2 separate regions of the Lactuca sativa genome follow, and region 1 is linked to region 2. The links are chromatin contacts, called in public Hi-C maps. All regions are on one chromosome and are shown on one strand. The core of a region is the stretch at or near the end of the contact, and the rest is flanking DNA. Distances in the headings are between cores, read along the strand shown. Region 1 holds the start of LOC111892091 (serine carboxypeptidase-like 3). Region 2 holds the start of LOC111900976 (serine carboxypeptidase-like 13).

What was found. A called contact is a pair of places that touch in the nucleus more often than the background predicts.
Region 1: a Hi-C map of leaf shows a contact between it and region 2, with 7 times the contacts expected there. The contact joins the promoter of LOC111892091 here to the promoter of LOC111900976 in region 2. A contact is called at or near these places in 4 of 4 Hi-C or Micro-C datasets (bud, leaf and seed).

What each region holds. Positions count from the first base shown.
Region 1 is chr1:203,881,643-203,884,342 of Lsat_Salinas_v11, reverse strand. LOC111892091 (serine carboxypeptidase-like 3) reads right to left here and starts at 1,289. Exons shown (of 14, transcript XM_052764650.1): 1 at 1,033-1,289; 2 at 817-962. The coding sequence starts at 1,163.
Region 2 is chr1:203,626,353-203,629,052 of Lsat_Salinas_v11, reverse strand. It overlaps LOC111900976 (serine carboxypeptidase-like 13), which reads left to right and starts at 1,448. Exons shown (of 14, transcript XM_023896842.3): 1 at 1,448-1,667; 2 at 1,736-1,881; 3 at 2,605-2,681. The coding sequence starts at 1,519.

The sequences.
Region 1 (2,700 bases), core at 40-2,539, 260 kb before region 2:
TACAAAAGAAATGTTAAACTTAAAAAAAAAATGTATTAAATTAGTAGTAAATTAAATAATTAAACATAGATATTACAATTAAAATTATAAACAGATAGATACAAAATCGTTATTTGCTTTGAATGGGCTATTTACCTTTGATTTTAGTAAAAAAAAAACCGAAATTTAAAATAATAATTCAGTTTTAATATATAAAAATCCAAAAATCTGATAAACAAATAATAAAGCTTAATCCAAGTTGGTCTAGGTCTACTGAACAATTCAACTTGATGAATTATGCGCGATACCATTTTTTTTCAAAAGATTATTGGGTGAAATAAACTTTTAATAGTAAAAAAATAAATAAATAAATAAATAAAATGGAAAAAGATAAAAAGGTAACGTTTGTAAATTTGATTTTGGCATTAACTTTTTGGATGATCGTGATGTTTCTAATAGATTTTCATTAAATATAGTGTTTGAACTTTCAATATTATAAGTTGTGTCTTCCTCAGTGAAAAATACTATTGTGGATCCAACGCAAAAGGAGAGGGATATAGAGTGGTGGGGCCAATTTATATCATTATTTTTAATTTATTTACCATTTGAAAACACAATATTCTGGTAAATACCTTTTTCATCTACCACGTTTTGCATTAAAGTACAACCCCACATATACATTCTTTTAATATATTCTCACTCATTCCCGTACTTTTCCATCAATTGCCCGATTTTCCCAAATTTACTGAATGTTACCCGAATTTTTTAAAATTACATACTTGTGAAAAGCTTTTGGTATAAAAGGCTACTAAGTAGATAAAAGATTACAGATTTTACCTATTTGATACATCATGGAATAAAGAACCGAAGTCCCAGGGCCACCAGTGAGATAAATAAGAAGAGGGTCTTCCGAAGGGTTTCTTTCAGACTCAACGAAGTAGTAAAAGATCTGCACAGCTTCATCTTCTCCAACTCCAATGTATCTTTTGAGAAAACAAGATTAGTTTGTGAGTTATGTCTGAAACAATAAAGACAATGTAATCAAATACATACCCAGTCTCCAAAGTGAAAGGAAGATCACCATCAAACCCTGGGAGTCTCCTGATGATCGGCCTTGAGTTTGATGCACTTATGAAAAGTGCAAAAGTTATCAAAAGGGAAACAAGAATGTGTTTGGATTCCATTACAAGAGTTTCCTGTGTATGGAGTAGGTGTGATGCATGTGTTAATATGTAGACATGTGTGAGGAGTAGGTGTAATGTGTTGAGATGTAGACAAGTGATAGTGTTAGGTGTGCGAAAGAGGAGAGATGGGTCTGTGTAATTTTTTAAGCCCCATAATAACATAGTTGACCTAAAAGAAAATTCATACTTTGTAATGGAAGTGAGGATCATCCCACCTACTCCCCACGTGGGAACCGTTTCCACTTTGTTTGTTTTTTTACTACTTTATATTATATACCAGACAGCCGATCGTGAATTGCGTTTTTATTTGTTATCATGGTTGCTAATTTAGCTCATTTCATTACCTACACATTATTATTAAATTTGTTTACTTTATTAAGAAAACTATATTATAAGGCTAATTTTATATGTATCTTCGATTGATTGTTGTATTTCTTGTGTGAATGTGCGACTCTATGTACCCTTATGACCCGATAATTTTTGTGAATGACCGATATATATATATATATATATATATATATATATATATATATATATATATATATATATATATATATATATATATATATATATATATATATAGTAATACCCTATTATTGTTAGCCTGTATGTTATTAGTCTGTATGTTTATGAGCCTTTTAGCCGGGTTTTATCTTAGCTAGTATTTATTCTCACTTTGTTCTTTTTAGCATTTATGTCTTTAATTTGAGAACCTTGCAATTTCTTTCTTTTAATAATCATATGACAATATTATCATGGTATTAGAGTGGACGTTTGATACATTCTTAGAAGGTTTTGTAGCAATCATCTGTGGCGCAGATCGAACTTGTTGTTCGTTTTCTTGTTGGTATTCGTTTGTTGTTGTTGTTGTTGTTGTTGTTGTTGTTAGTTTGTTGTTACTGTTCGATCTCTTGTTGTCCGATTGGTTGCTTCCGTTGGTTTGTTGCTCTTGTCATTCTTTTTGATTGCTTATCTATTGTTGTGGTTTATCCATTGCCAACATGACTGGAAATGATGATTCCATTCAGTCAATCAGTATTCGACTAGATAAAAAAAATTATACGTATTGGAGTTCTGTAATGAAGAACTTCCTTTGTGGGAAGAATATATAGGGCTATGCTACTGAGACTAAAGTCAAACCTTTAATGCCTCAAGCTGAGAATTTCGATTTGTTGGTTGATGTTGTTGGGTTTTGAGCATAATAACATCCTATGGTGTACATGCAACCTTAATTGATTTGGATCTAGGTTTTGTTTTAAATTCTAATTTGAACATACAAATATGAGCACCAAAGCAATAACCCTATAGACTAACATATAACAATCAAAATTGACATATAAACTAGGGTTTAGATCTTACCTCTTTTGTTATGTAGCAACAAGTTCACCTTGAATATCCTTGACCTTAGAAAGCTTAGTGCCTCAAATGTTGCACATTTAATAGAGTCACAAACACCACTAGCAACAAGGAAGAATAAAAGAGAGAGGGGTAGGCTAGAAAAACGTCTAGGGTTCTCTTAGAACTCATAGGGACGATT
Region 2 (2,700 bases), core at 199-2,698:
TAAAGCAATTGATTATTAATTGTTGTTAAAACGACTATTAATCTAAGTTGGTACTAAGTAACATTTCTTAGTCTTGTTGAACGACAGTCGTTTCAATTTCCTATTTGTTCTAAATTTGGAATTACTTCACTAAATCGTGGTTGTGACCAATACGCTTTATTAAATAGGAAAGATATATAATGACAAATTTAATTTAAGATGACTAAAATTTGATTTTCAAAATGATTTGTATAATTTGTATAAATAATGTCCCATGTTTTGAAAACCGGTTCTTGGAAACCAAAAAAACTATTTATCATGTGAACCAGTGAAAACGGGTTAAACCGGTTAAAAAAGAAATTTTAAAAAATATTTTTTTTTCATTTTTTGTATTTTGTATATAATTAAAATTAATAATAATGTAATTATGATATTATCCATTTTTTTCAGTTTTTCAGATCGGTACAACCGGTTAGACCAATTGAACGATTTGGTATGTCGGCCGGTATGGTCTCTGGTCGAATTTTTAAACCTTAATGTCAAAGCATTATTTTAAATGTATATTTAAAAAAGCTAAAAAAAATTGTAAGAAAAAAAAAACTAATATTTACAAAAGTAAGAAAGATACTAAAAAATTGAAATAAAAAATAAAAGTAAAAAAAATGGATATTTAAAATAAAAAAAGGTAAGAAAAATTGAAAATCATGTGAAAGTTTTTTTTGCCTCTTGTCTAATTTTTAAGAGTTTATGGTTTTTTTTAATAAATTAATTTCACATGTCATTTTGTGGTTGCTTTGTATTAAATGAGATTAATTAATTAATTAGTGTATTTATTCTATTAATTTCAAAAATAAAAATTGTAAATGCTATATATACCTTTTTTTCATATGATATCATAAATACACATCCAATTTTGATTGTTTCATCTCAAATTCTAAACTAATCGTATATATAATTTCCAAAATATATACTTTCCAAAATAATATCCTCTTTCTTATACCAAACTTATACAAATTTCTTGACATATTGATTAAAGTCAAAGTTTAACTTAAGTCATAAAAGTCAATTTATATGGATAAAAAGTCATTTGAAATTTAAGTGCAACATCTTAAATAGTTTAGATAGAATAAGAATTAATTACAATCTCAAACAAATTTAAAGTAACTCTCTATAATTGATTTATTCAATGTAATTGATTATAATCGATTTTGATTTAATACAATTTTTAATTTTTTTAACAATTAAACTTTTATTTTAATTAATCCGTATGGTCTCACCCCTAATAAAAAAACATTGGTTAAAAATATTTTTTCCAAACTACACTAAATATTTTTTTTGAATAACGCTGTTGTGATAAAAAAAAAACTCGAGCATCCCTGGTCGACGATCGATCTTACAGTGAGCTTATAAAATTACACAGACGACCCCATCTCTCCTCTTTTTGCACACCTAACCACCATGGCACATCACATCTCCACATATCCACACTTACACCTACTTCTTACACATGTCTACATAAACACATTACACCTACTACTTATGCAGAAAACTCTCGAAATGGAATCAAAACACACTCTGGTTTCCCTTCTAATAATCTTTGCACTTTCCATAAGTGCATCAAACTCAAAGTCAATCGTCAAGAGACTCCCCGGTTTTGATGGTGATCTTCCTTTCAGTCTGGAAACCGGGTATGTCTTCGTTTTCATTGTTTTTTCTGCTTCTGACAACTCATAAATTAATCTTGTTTTATTAAAAGATACATCGGAGTTGGAAAAGATGAAGCAGTGCAGATCTTTTACTACTTCGTTGAGTCCGAAAGAAATCCCTCCGAAGACCCTCTTCTTCTTTACCTCACCGGTGGGCCCGGGACTTCTGTACTTTATTCCATGATGTATCAAATAGGTAATCGTGTATCTAAATTCTTGTCTGCATCTAATTCATTTATCTATTGCATTAAACAACCATATTAATTACACACAAACACACACACACACACTAGAATAAACAATCTCCGGCAGTGACTTCGCCGGAGCTTGTTCACATCGCAACACAGATCCACCTTCCCAGAAACCCTCGCCGGAAACCTAGCTTCCACCGGCGTTGACTTCACCGGAGTCTGATCTTGTTTCTTGTTGATCCCTGTGGTCGGGATGTCTCCTAAACTATATGACTACGTTCCTCATGTTCATGGTTACAAGAATCTAATTTCAAGACCAATTTTCCAGTTTGTTGCTAACATATGAGATAATCAATGTTCGATGAATTTTTTGTCTGGATAACATTTATTAGATGAGGAACAAATTTGGTAACTATTCAAAAAGTTTACTTACATTATTTTAGTGGTTTGATCCGACTTTTGTGTCAATCACGTGATATATTCTTTGGTTATGATTGTCAATTATTTTTAATTTTAACATGGTTTTGAATTTTAGCATTTTTTTACCAAACATGCCAAAATTAAAACTTACTTTAAGGACATTTGTTTCCAATTTTAAAGGCATTGAAGTCTATTATTAAGTTACTTTAATAAGTAATACCAAATTGAATTTTAGCATTTTTGACCAAACATGTCAGTATTTATTTACACACAATTCATTAAAATTAACTAACCATTTTCTTTTGTAGGTCCACTCAATTTCAATTTGGAAACTTCAACGGAGGATAACATTACATTGAAGTTGAATCCATATCCATGGAATAAGGTTCACATTCTCTCACTCG